Linked DNA regions of Gossypium hirsutum: region 1 is linked to region 2. Evidence: chromatin contacts called from public Hi-C data. All regions are on one chromosome and are shown on one strand. The core of a region is the stretch at or near the end of the contact, and the rest is flanking DNA. Distances in the headings are between cores, read along the strand shown. Region 1 overlaps LOC107901668 (wings apart-like protein 1). Region 2 holds the start of LOC107901670 (splicing factor 3B subunit 2).

What was found. A called contact is a pair of places that touch in the nucleus more often than the background predicts.
Region 1: a contact with region 2 is called in a Hi-C map of leaf, with 2.5 times the contacts expected there. The contact joins the enhancer-like site here to the promoter of LOC107901670 in region 2. A contact is called at or near these places in 18 of 34 Hi-C or Micro-C datasets (anther, callus, fibers and 4 more).

What each region holds. Positions count from the first base shown.
Region 1 is chrD06:44,702,318-44,709,739 of Gossypium_hirsutum_v2.1, reverse strand. It overlaps LOC107901668 (wings apart-like protein 1), which reads left to right. Exons shown (of 12, transcript XM_016827756.2): 12 at 52-413. The coding sequence ends at 135. Among protein-coding and RNA genes, the nearest start is that of LOC107901668, 9.5 kb to the left of the region's middle. Within about 2 kb of position 5,724, at least 5 of the 9 cell types and tissues checked have an H3K27ac peak or open chromatin away from gene starts, as enhancers often do. A contact at or near this core is called in leaf, where this site is marked.
Region 2 is chrD06:44,585,290-44,592,103 of Gossypium_hirsutum_v2.1, reverse strand. LOC107901670 (splicing factor 3B subunit 2) reads left to right here and starts at 3,852. Exons shown (of 18, transcript XM_016827758.2): 1 at 3,852-4,196; 2 at 4,512-4,631; 3 at 4,719-4,847; 4 at 4,952-5,014; 5 at 5,327-5,434; 6 at 5,962-6,039; 7 at 6,218-6,310; 8 at 6,471-6,557. The coding sequence starts at 3,924.

The sequences.
Region 1 (7,422 bases), core at 4,475-6,974, 120 kb before region 2:
GGTTAGCTTCGGACATAATCTTTAAACCATTTTTTTCAAATTATCTTGCAGGCATTTCATTTTACATTAAACATGATATCTTCAGAGACTCATAAAGCCGTGAGTGAAGTGATTGAATCATGTAGGATACCATGAGGACTAATGAAATATTTTGTACAGCCTTGTCTTTTAGATTAGGGTTTTGTTATAACTGAATGTCCGTGCCGACGAGGATCAGAGTTGGCAACACACTGAATCGAACTGACCCACAGACCTCGTTATCAACCATTTGTTTGTTTGTTTCTACCCACAATTTTTTTCCCTTTTCATTTTATTTACAGTATCATTCTTTGTAGTACTATTGCATCGCCTTGATGCAGGGCGAGGGTTCAGTGTACATGGAAGGGAAAAATATAATTAAGAGAAGTTTTCCATGGCCTTCTGTTTGTAAAAATGAATGTCAATATGAAACCTTTTCCACAGAGTTATGTATAATTAAATAAAAACGACTGTTGCACTCAAAGAAACAATTCTGTATAACAAAAATATCTTTTACACTTTGACTCAGCCCGAGTTCATATTAAATAAACAAAAGAAATATTTTTTTTAATTTAACTTTAAATGTAAAGTATATGAAATATCAATTAAAACTTAAAATTTTTTTATTTTTTTAATAATGAAATGAACTTTTTGGGTGGGCCAAATTGACTTGAGAAGGGATTGGACTTGAAATTTTTTTTGGAATTAGGATTCGGCTTCACCGATGAACACTTTTAATTGGGTGTTATAATTCAGGAATTTTTGGTGCTATTAACTTGAAAAAATCTTATTAATTTTTAGATGAAGAATTCACAAAAGGTTTAACATTACTTAAATTTAGGATTTAAGATTAATCACCTTCAATTTATTGGACCACAAAAAAAGTGTGAACAATAAGAATCGATATAAGAATTCAGTGGCTTTTAGGGCTTTTAAGTGATAATTGAGACAATAGGAGATGGATGAGAACTACTTGAAAGGTACAAACTCTTAAGTTTCTAAGTGATGGTTAGGGCAAGAGTTTGACATATGAACCAATTGAAAGAATATAAACTTTTGGAAGCTTCTAAGCTAGTATAGATACCTCGGAAAGAGTTAAAGATTGCAATAGAAAAACTAGAGGAAGAAAATGACAGTTCAAAACCATAGTTATGTAGAAGGCTGGAGAACTTATTTATCACAGTGAACAATAATGATCACATGATACTTGTAACACCTTTTGTCCGACTCGATCGTCGTGTCTAAGCTATAAAATGTTATATTACTTAAAGATGATCAAATAAATATCCAATTCATGTCATTATACATTTAAATTCAAGTAAGACATACATATGATATGATATGATATGATATGGTATGATATACAATCAATTCTGGGACTTACACGAGCTTATGAATACTCTTATACTAGTCCGTACTCGAACTAGGACCAAATTGTAAAGTTTTAAAAATTCCTAGAATGACGTCGCGACTTTGTCATTTCCTCGTCGTGGCGTGCTCATTTAGTCTGTCACGTGGCAGCGACATGCATATGCTCATCACGACATCACTCTTTGAGATGATGACGTTGTGACGCAAAAAGTCTGAGGTTGCGGTGTGGCCCCTAGTTTTGGCTACTTAGCTCATTTTGGTACCTAAATTACATATTTTCAAACAAAAAATATTGTTACCAACGTTCATATAACATTAAGGCAATCCAATACTTATCCCATATCAAATATCAGCATATACCATCACATATCCAATTTGCATTTAAATTTTCATTTCCGTTTATTTCAACATTGCCCAACGAAACTATAACAAAACGAACTTAGATACACAGGAATAAGTTGCTCACACAAGCTGACATAATATTGAGGTTACTCGTCTGAGTTAATCGTAGGATATGTATAACCCGAGAATCTGCAACAAATATAGATCTCGCAATAACATGTAAAATCCCTGATCAAACCACATATAACCTTAATGGCATGTCATACGTATCCTAACCTTTTACTAAGTTCACACAACATCATTTTTGTATACATATGTCATTATCAATATCTAAGCATAATTACGTATTCCATTTATCAGTCTAGTAATCAACCAACATTTACGTTTGCACTATGTACTACCTCATAATAACCAGTGTTCGCGTTACTTTTCATTCAGTCCAATTTAAATCATATGTGTTAAATTCACTAAGTTTTACTTAAATTTAGCATATAAATGAATTCAAACATAAAATAAAATAGGGTGGTAAGTCCCAAATGAATTTACCTATTCAAAATATGTAAATTGGATACTTTAGGGGCTAATCCGCAATATTAGCTTTTCCCCGATCAACCCCACTTCGACCCGATTCTTGATCTAAAAAAATCATTTTATATCATCAATCAATACCAAATGTCTCCTTACTATGCTATTATGTGCATGAGTCTATATGAACTCGATTTCTCGATATCCCAAAAAATTACATTTTATTCAATTTAGTCCTTGAACTCAAGATAGTTATAACTTCCAATTCCTAGCTTTGAATTAAAATCTTATTTCATATATTCTTATTAGGGACCTTATAATTTCTATTTCTAACATAATTTGATAACAAGTTTTACATTTATTCAAGTTGGTTCATAATGTAACAAAGTTAACAAACAAGCTAAATTAAATATACAATCAATTTCATATACTAAGCTTAAAATCTATCAATTTCAAGTCTAATTCTTCAAGAAATCAACAATGACAACTTTCAAAAAATTTAACAGTTTTACAAATTGGTAAATGGGTTAAGCTAAATCAAGCTTCCATGATCTCAAATTATAAGAAAAAGGCTTGAATTTATTTACGAAATTATGGTCAAATGGTATACAGCTTTCCTTAGGTTTTTTTTAAGGGATGGCAAGAAATGAAGATGAAAGATGGGAATAACATCTTTCTCCACTAACTTGGTATATATAGTTAGATTAAGGTTTAATTAAACTAAATTAATTAGCATAACATGACTTAATTAGCTTAAATCATCCACTAACCGTTCTCAATGGATTTCATCATCATCATCCACAATCTCTTATATAAAAATGGTTTAATTCCCTAAGCACTTGACCAATTAAAAACCTATAGCAATTGAAATTTTACAATTTAGTTCCTAATCATTAATTAACTATTAATCCAACGAAAATTCTTAACCAAAATTTGATGAAACAATATATTAGACGCGTAAATATTAATATTTAATATTTTCAGACTCGATTTATAGAAATAAATTTCCAAAATCGTATTTTCCGATATCATTGAAAATTAGGTCTTTACAATACTCAAGGTATTCATTATATTTGATTGCACGGTTTGACATTCATGACTTGCATGACATTCAATACATATTAATAATTCATTCATACAAGAAATTTCTTAACAATGAATTAAGCTTTGTACTTGCTTAGGGGATATCTTCTGAGGTATATTGATATAATGTTTTTAGTAAACTTCAATTGTTTGAGGAATTTTTTAATGAAACTTTTCATGTAAAATTTTCAAGATAGTGAGTAATTTTTATTCTCATGAAAATGCTTTTATCAAATTTTTCTAGAGAAAAATTTTGGAATAATGAAATTTTTAGTTGAGCAAATTTTGTACTTTTAATTTCTCATAAAGATATTATGAGATCTCCCTTGAAATGTTTTTAAAACCCTCTCTCAAGGGTGCTCTCAAATCATCCTTGAGATGTTCTCAAAACCTCTCTTAAGGAGACTTTCATATCTCCCTTGAAATATTTTCAAAATCTCTCTCAAAGATGCTTTCAAATATGCCTTGAGATATTTTTAAATTTTTTTAATAGATATTTTCAGATCTTACAAGATATATTCAAACATATATTGAGGATATTTTTAAATCTCATACAAGATATTTTCAAACATCTATGATATTTTTAGATAGAATTCTTTTAAATCTATCATATAAGAATTTTTTCAAGTCCAAGCAAATTTAATCACTCAATAACATGTTTATACTTCTATTGAAGTTTATTTTCTTGTTTTAATTTCAAAGAGTTTTGAGCTTCTACCAAAGCGAATTTCTACTCATTTGAAATTGTTGAATTATTAATACTCTTGTATTGCTTCAAAAATTTGAATCCCTTTTATAAAAATGGCCTGAGCATCAGGATCACCGTCAAGGTCTCTTCAATTCTTCTTTTTTAAATTCAAATTTGCTTTTAGAAATGGGTGAAGCCTTGGGATTTTTGTCTGTGCATTTTTCTAATTTTCAATATGATATGGAATAATTAGTAACAAAGGCTAGCTATTTTTGTAATTCTATTAATTTCAGTATTGTAATGCAATAGTATTTTTGTGCAAGTGTACATAGTCGTTCAAGTAGTAAGTAAATAAAACGAGTGATCGTTTTCACAGGGACTGTATATGTTAATCGATTATTTGTAAAATTCTAAGTTAACAATTTGGTGGTAAAAACACGATACTTTGAATGGTGGGTGATTAAATTAAATTATCTAGATGTTAGATGATCCTTATGCAATTAAATATAAATGCAAATGATCTAAATGTATGAATGGATTTTAGCAACAAAAACACAATTTCAACAATTAATAACATGAGTAGGCTAGGATAATCATATTAATCAATTTAATTCATTTTCATCATGCTTAACAGTGTTCAAAAAAATGTCCATGGCAAGTCAATCTTTCATGAGTTTGGAAACCAAATTAAGTCCTCTTGGATATTTTACTTAATGAAACATGCATTTTACTGATCATATTAAACTAAGGGTTTCTTAGTATTTATGCTAGTAACAAGGACAATTAAGTTTGAAATAGTTAAATCACATAAACCTAAAAACTATGCAAGATAATAGAGCTAACTAAAGATATTATGAACCTCTAATTTAATTGGGTTTAATGATCTAAATTGAGCATTGTACTTTTCAATTATGCGTTTACTAGTTGTTGTTTGGTTAGGATTGCTCAGCTAATTTGAATGCATCCAATCATGTATGAATGAAATACATCTTGGTTTTAATTGAAAACATGATCGACTGAGGCACAAACACATTAAACATGAATCAAACGAATATTATTGACTTAACAAAATCATCCTAGCTAAACAAAATTAAGCTATCATTGTTGATTGCAAGATCAATAAACACTTAGCAAACAAGTTTAAATTAAACAATAAGGAGGAAATAGTAAACTCTAATTCAATTCAACAACCTTTTGGATCTTTCTGACTGAGGTGCTTCTCCAATCCGCCCGTTGCTCCTTTACTAAAGGTTTCTCAAGGTGGCTGGCCAAGAGGTGGTCTTGACAAGGCTTTTGTTGGATAAAGAATGGAAAGGAAAATGGAGTGGCTAGGAATGGAAATGAAGAAGGGAAATGAGAGAATGAAGGAATGAGAGATGCTTGATGAATGAATGGATTAAGGGATGATTTGAAAGCTGAAAGGTGCGTGGTATTTATAGGTGAAGTTGGTGGCTGATGTTGTTAAAAATAGCATCACATCTCTCTTGATTCTCTCCCTCCTATAGCCAGCCATGATGTCTAGAAATGTGGGTGACTTAGTTGCTTGATTTGAGCACAAGATCATGCTCTATTTAGCTAGGGTTGGACAGTTTCTCAAGCAAAACTTGTGTGCCAATTTCAAACATTCTTCCAAGTGTAAGGACCTCTAAATAATTGTCCCAAAGTTTATTTTTGGCTACCCAAGTGTGGTTGTTTAATTGGGCTTCTCTCCTCTTGAATTGGACGGCTCCATGACCCAGTAAACTTGTAGACTAATCCAACATATATCACCCTTTTTTATTGGGTTAAGAGGATAATTAAATGACCCAATTTTGCATGGTTGTTGTCGTCCAATACATGAGAAAATAGTTCATGTCTATACACATTATAATATAATCAATTTATTGAATCAACTCCATGGCCCTATTGCATGAAAAAAATCAACACATTAATAAATGACATTAAATAATGTAATTTATGCACAAAAATCATGTAATAAAGTACAATTTTGCATATTTTATAATTTCATGTCCATTATTAACATTTAAGCAAAATCGCTTAATTTATTAGCAATTACTCAAGATTAATATAATTATTAAGTCAAAAGGTGGTAAAAATATATAGAAAAATCCTAAATAATTTGGAGTGTACATGTAGCAAAACGCTGCGATTTGGAACTTTAGAATTTTAATGAAAACACTGTGTGTAAGGGGGAATTAGATCAGTATTTAAAACAGTGAGTTTAAGGTAGTAGTCGTACAAGTTAAGCAGTGCATTTTGAGCTTATTTCTATTACTACCAGATTGTTAATTTATGTCCGTTGCTCACCCTTTTTATGGACCAATTAGAAATAGGTGAGGCAGTCATGAAAAATCACATTTTCTCTCTGAAATCTTGTCTTCCCTTCTCTTTATTTATTCTTTCTTTCTTTATTTTTCTGCTTCGAATATTCTTTCCTCATCAAAGGTATTAGATCCAACACGATTCTCATGGCCAACGATGGAATCACTACGCGCCTATAAAAGGAAATAGGTCTGCTGCAACATGAATTTTCTCATATTGACAGCAAACTGGACGCCAAATTGGATGCCAAGCTGGATGCCCGGTTCAAGGAATTTCGCGACAAGTTCAAAGGTGAAATCAAAGGAGAAATCATGTCTGAGTTGCATTCATTCCTTGAGCAGTACTTTGGGCAATCATTTACCAGTGCTCATAGAATGGGTCAAGATCGAGGCAAGGGACTTCTGGGCACAACTCCACTAAGGTTTCCACCTAAGGACAGTTTAACTATGTCACCAGTAGTAGATGTGGGGCACTTGGGCACTTATTCTCAAGTCAGCATAGTAGATTTTGTGGGAAAAATGTTTCAGTTGCAATGTCCTCACTTTAATGGAAAGAATTTTCAAAGTTGGTGGTCCAAACTAGAACAACTTTTTGAGGTTGAGAATGTAGGAGATTAGGCTAAAGTTCGAATGGTAATGCTGGATCTGGAAGGCAGAGCCCTCGATTGGCATTATTTCTTTGCATAATGGCATGGAGGTCTTCATCATTTTACTTGGGAGTTGAACGCTCGGGAACTACAAAAAAGTTTCAGTTCCACTAGGGTTTTGGATCCCGTGACTGAGCTGGTAGCTTTGAAACAATCAAGCACTATTATGATAAATTTGTAAGTCTCTTGAACCAATTGCATTTACCAGAAAGTTATGCATTAAGCATTTTTGTTCACAATCTTAAATCTGAGATTAGACAATATTTGAGGTTATTTAAACCTACAACCTTAGTTGAAGGGTTAACGATTGCTCAGCAAATGTGGATATTGTAAGCAATGGTCTTAAGAAAAATACTCCTATAGTGGGGAACTCTAGTTACTCCAAGCCCTTGTTTCCTCCTGTGAAAGCATACAACAACCCTGGGCA
Region 2 (6,814 bases), core at 2,603-5,102:
TTAATTAGTTAGAGGCCGAAAGGTAATAATTGGTTAGTTAATAGTTAATTCACCCTAAAACCTGAATTCGAAGTTAATTACAACCCTTGAAATGAGTTAATCTTCCTAATTGATTTAATCAATTTAGTCATTTGTTTATTTTATTGTTTATTTATTTTAGTTATTTAATTTCTTATATTCATCTCTTTTATGATTTATCATAATATAAAATTTAACTATTACTATTTAGACTTATTATTGTAAAGAGGTTTTCAATAGATTTAATTCATCATCCCTTGGGTACGATCCTCGGAACACTTCCATGTGTTCCATTGTAACACAATACTATAATACAATTTGACCCGTATACTTGCAGACACCACTGCTTTAATTTCATATATATTTGGGGTAGTATTTTTCAATCAAATGTTCGTACGTTTGGCAGCGGTGAATATCATATCTACATAAGTGTTTCCAGCATAGAACATCAGCGTTCGGAACTAACCCCGAATATAAGTGAAATCAAAAGCATTTGAGGTCTCCAAGTTGGGTTACCAACTAACCCCGAATATATGCCAAAGTTGAAATCGAGAGCTAAAACCAAGGAATGCCTTCCCATTGATGATTACGACATTTCTTGATAGGAGCTTTGTAACAACACCATGAAACCACCGTACAACCGTGTGGTTGGACTTTCTACTTCCTGTTCTTGAAACAAATTTACTGGAACTATTGTCGAACTTGGACCACCTTCCTCAACATCGACAAAGTGGAAGTATAACTCTAGTAAAGCATTTCCACTAGAGCAATGTATATCGAGAATTATGTCGACATCCATGTTGCCTTTGAGCTTAAATATATCATATCTAATAAGCTTCAGTGACATTAGACATCTATATTTCAAGCTTGAAAGTATCCTCTTGCTTGAAGCCAACACTTTCTTTCTAATTCTTAACCGAAACTCGTTTAATTTTATGCTTCGGTTGAAAGCTAATTTTGTAAATTGAGCTGATACAAAAATGATCCCAATATCGATGTCACAAATTTAACCGTCATAATGAATAGCAGCTCTAATTCATCTACTCATTTTCGCCCAAAAAACATGTTTCACATGTTTAAAACAAAAACATTATATAGAAAAATAAGTATTCATTATCCAAATTCGAACAATGGCACTTACTTGAATTAATTTACTTTGTTGGGTCAATTTTTGAACTTTAGATTTTTAACATCAACAATTTTCTCCTTATGCAATCTCCTTATAAAAACAATCTACTTGAAATTTAACTATGAAAACCTCTCCTTAAAATGTCTTCATTTTATAGGAAACTCTAACATCAAATATGAAACATAATTTCAAAATATTGAAAAAGATTGGATATGACAAGTCAAAAAAATGTTTCTAACAAAAATCATCTTTTTGAAAAAGTTTTTAAAGATAACATTATTATTGGCCACGGAAAAGATGAAATGAGATGTGTGAATTTTATCCCAAGAATTCTTGGATTTCAAAAATTTTATCCTGGAATTCTCGAGTTTAGGGTTAGGGTCACGATTTTTAAAAACGTGTTGTGGGAGACACGTTTCAATTGGGATAAAACCTCTCTTTGCAAGAGGCGATTTTGCCTTCTATCTCCCTAAAGGGTTTATTTTACCAATTTTCGAAATACTGACCTAAAACTTTAAATTTTCTGTAAAATTGAGATATATCCCTCATTAACCCAAAATTAATAATTATAATTTATTATTGACATATTTTATCTAAAAAGGTAGTATTTGTGCTCGAGTAGCTTAATCACTAATTAATTTATTTAATTCTTTTTTATTTAGGATAAAATCATGAAGTTATCGAATGAATAAACTTTCTTAAGTGTATTAAGAGTTGTTAGATATTATTATATTTAAATTATTAATTATTTTTAATTTAATATTATGATAAAATTAAGAAGTTAATTATCACAATAATAATTAGGCGTTATTTTACTTCTTAAATTATTATTGTTTTTTAATAGGGACGTTAATCATCACATTAATCCTTAACTTCCTAAAGTGCTTGTTTAATTATTCATAAATAAATTATTATTAAGATTTTATCTAAATAATTATTATGTAAATGTCAATTTAGTTTATTTCATTATTATGATTTTATACAAATATTATTTTTAAATGTCAATTCTCTAATATAGTATAAAATAAATGGTATTTTTGTTGATTCAAAATTTTTTCCAAATTTGTAATTTTTTGAAGAGAAATTCATTAATTTATTCAATGAATAAGACCATACAATTCGAGGAAAAAAATAACAAACACCCATTGTACGCGTTAAAGGACAAGCTCCATCAACACAACAAAAACTTCAGCTTCAGCATTAATAAAACATTATGGCACGTTGATAATCGGTTATATTACAACTCAAGCACAACATATCAGGAGTGATTGCAAGCACTTAATACAATAAGGAAACAACCCCGGATGGTCCAAAGCGGCGGGCATAAATCAACAAAAGAATTGAACATCCACCAAACTAAAGGGGACGGTGACAAAACCAACCCTAAAATTACTCGCAAAAGTAAGACTACATGCATAAGCAATACCAAAAAGCATACTATAAGAGTAGACAAAAATTTCTAAAAGTGAAGACTTATTAAATAATGGAAAAAAAACAAAAAATATATAAAACTTAAGATAACACGAGTTCAAACCGAATCATGAAATCATTTATTATTCTGAAACTCTCAAAACAAAAACAGATTAAGAAGTCAACGAAGAGCTACCCACTTTCTAAAAGAAATTGACGGTGGTCGGTGGTGTTCAACTATTATAGGCACTGTCATCTATCCATCACAAATTGTAAAGACAACAAAGATACCCACAAAATAGAATTGTAAACTGAAAAGAGAGAAGATGTATGGAATGAATGTAAGAAGAAAGAAAAAGAGGGTTGATAGGCAGGAGAAAAAGGCAGGCGATAACTAGCCCGGAGGCTAACACCGCCGCTAGGCAAAAACAGAAAGAAACAAACAATTTGGAGAAAAAAAAAGGGTTTCCCAAACTCGTACTTTATATATATTATAGATAAAAAATTAAAATTAATAGATAATGAAATGTGCTTGTGTTATGAACTTGGACTTTAGTTGAGCTAGCCTTGTGGCGTTAGACAGTAAATTTACTCGAAGTTGAGAATTCTAAAATATTCAAGAGAGTTTTGAATAATTTTTTTCAATTGCATTGATAATTCAAGTGATGAATGATTCAAGGAATGCCTTTATTTATAGTTGAGCTCATCTTGCATCAAAAGTACAAAGTAAATTATATCAATGGTTTACATTTAAACTTATCTATAATTAAGGGCAGATTTAAGGGATAGGCAGAGTGGCTTTGGTCCCCCAAAATGAAAATAATGCAATATGGTACCTTTATGAACAATGAAAATTTAAGTTAATATATGATAAAATTACACTATGGTCTCCAAAAAAAATAATTTATTAAATTCATTTAAAAATGATGAAATTAAAAATTAATAAATGATAAAATTTCTTAAAAATTTATAATTTAATTCCGATTTCCTGTTGATATATAGAGTGATAAAAAAGTTAAAACTCTATTACTCATAAAATATAAATTATTGGAGTGTTTGTTGAAGAGTTTGATTTCTTTCTTTTTTAAGTAGCGGCCCAACCAGGCCTAGGAAAATCTGGAACTTATATTTCGGTAAATACAAAGGTCCATTAAAAATTAGGCGGAATAAAATCGACAACTTCAAAGCCCAACTTCTCTCACGTCCAACCGTAACTATTAAAGGCCCAGCTTTTGTCACGTGCGATTATATCCACACGTGGGCATCCCTCTCTATATTTAGGCCTCCCTTTCATCTTCCCCATTTCCCACTCGCTCTCGAAATCAAAAACCCTCGCCAATCCATTCCTTGGATTAAACAAAGAGAGATGACCGCTGAGATACTCCCCAACCAGAACGGCTCCGTCGTTTACAACGGAGATCTGAATAAGTCTAACTCTAACCCTAACCCCATCTCTAACCCTTTCGTCGCCTCCAAGAAGTCCCGCGAGAGCGAACGACGTCGTAGAAGGCGCAAGCAGAAGAAGAATAAGAGTAAGAATACCTCCCACCAAGAAAATGACGCCGCAGACGGTCCCGTTTCCGAAGCCGGTGACAGCGACGCTGCCGAAGATGGAAAGAAGAATTCCGATCAGCAGCAGGTATCCAACTGTTCCCCCCTTTCTTTTTTGTGTTGAGATTTCTATGTTTTTAGTGAATATCGATTGTTTCGTCTGGTTTTTGCATGTCTTTGTGCATAATACAAGTTCTATAGTGACTTAAGAATTTTCGATTTTCTTTAGATGGAATAGAATTGAGTTTTTATTTTTGGGTTTAACTGTAGTTTGAAAATTTTCTTATGGCTATTTTGTTATTATTGTTTTCTTAAATTCAGCATATTTCACTCTAATCTTACATAATGTAAATTGCATTTGTTTATAAGTAAACTAAGCATTTTCTTTTGTTTGACACTGTAGGTAATGGAAGAAGTTCAGGTAGAGTACGTTCCTGAAAAAGCTGAGTTAGATGATGGCATTGATGAGGAATTTAGGAAGGTTTTTGAAAAATTCAGCTTCTGGGAAGCTGCTGGTTCTGAGGTAAAATGAAATTCAGTTTTATATGATCAATTAATTTTCGAATTTCCTTGTTATTCTCTAAAGAAACTTGTAATTCTATTTTTACAGGAGACTGACAAGAAGGACGAGTCTACTCAAGATGCTGATGCAAAGAAGGGGGCTGATTCTGATTCAGGAGAGGAGGAGCAGGATAATCCACAGAAAGAGAAAGGTGGCCTATCAAATAAGAAGAAGAAGGTTTTTGGTTTCTCCTTGTATTTTCTGAGATTATTTGTGTTATTATATGTAGTTCATTTTGATGAGACTGAAACTGAAAATACTTGTTTTGATATTGTTGACAGCTGCAAAGGCGGATGAAAATTGCTGAGTTAAAACAGATTTGCTCAAGGCCTGATGTTGTAGAAGTATGTTTTCTCTTACTGTTTATTTGATGTTTGCTTCTTTTCTTGTTCCTCTCTTGTTTATTTTTAAACCAGTGTTAAAACAAATTTATATTCCAATGTTGAATCAGAGCACATTTGCTATGAATTTTTTATTTTTATTTTTTGAAATGAAGTTTTTTTTTTTCATGGCTATTAAGGGATCTTATTTTTCTAATCTTTTGTTATGAATTTTGTCATGCAATACTGTTGGAATACTGCGACTCAAATGGAGAATAATGTTCACTTCTGTTTTTATAACTCAATAGCTCATGATAGATATGATTATTTTGTCAGGTTTGGGATGCAACTGCTGCTGATCCCAAGTTGCTGGTGTTTTTGAAGGCATATCGAAACACTGTTCCTGTGCCAAGGCACTGGTCTCAGAAAAGGAAATATTTGCAGGTTAGTAATTCTTGCATCCATGACGATTAATATGGGTCAAATATGTGTTCATGGTTCATAGGCATAATCTTTAGTGAGTGATCTAGGAAGACGGTGAGGGAAGATCAAGTCGATAAGGCTTCTCTTATATGCATATATGTGCTTCTTGCAGGGGAACAGCTGAGACAACCCTGGAGCCTGGACTTATAGGTGTTTTGCAGAAAGGACTCTTGATTGATTTCTCTTATATTATGACTGCTTTTTGGGTTGGGATATAGTTATTTAATAAGGTCTTCTGGTAGTAGCATAACTTGCATGCTAGATGGTGGGGGGGGGTATTTGTTCATTGTTAAGGTGCTAATTAATCTGTTTTGGATTTACAGATGCCTTTCCATTTGTGCTAAATGCTCGGGCTAGATCCTTCTAAGATTTATTTATTTTAAGTGATCTGAGTTGGATACAGAAGCTTCCTAGCTGTTATTGTTAATAATTGTTATTATTTGGGTTTGTTAACTTCTGTAACTCATCACCTTGTGGATCCTCTGTAGGGGAAGCGCGGTATTGAGAAGCAACCTTTTCAGCTTCCTGACTTCATTGCTGCAACAGGGATTGAAAAAATTAGACAGGTAAATTTAATTCATTATAATAGCAATTGTGTAATGTCTTGGGAGTTAATGTCAGGAAAATCTATCTATTGCTATAAAGTAATAAATCGTTTTGAATGGATAATGACCTTTTTTCTTTAACTGAATGATTCACTCTTGTTCTCAACTTGTCTCTTCTACTTCTCTTTTTCTCATTTAGGCTTACATTGAAAAAGAGGACAGTAAGAAGTTGAAGCAAAAGCAACGTGAGCGAATGCAGCCAAAGATGGGGAAAATGGATATCGACTATCAGGTTTCTTGGTTCATTGATTCTTTCTTTTATTTTTGGAGGTTTGAATTTTGTTTCAATCCATTTTAAGCTGTCATGAAAGGTTACTTCTAATCCTGTCATTCCTTTCTGAAATTATATTGTTTTGCTCTTGTACTAATGATGTTCTGGCTTATGTTTTTAGGTTCTTCATGATGCATTCTTTAAATATCAGACAAAGCCAAAGCTGACAACTCATGGAGATCTCTATTATGAAGGGAAGGAATTTGAGGTACTCTCATGCTATTTCTACATCGATATTAGGTTTTATCTTATATTTCCTCAACATAAAGAATGTGTACATTCCAATTAACTTTAGATTGATATGCCATTGTACAACACGAGGCTGTACGCTGAATTCTTAAGATTATAGGGGCATTATAGAATAACAGTATACTTCAAATTTTGCTGATGATAGGATCTTACACTGGACCCTAAGGATACAGTCTAAGCTTAATTTAAACCAAGAAATTTTGTTTCATAAAACCT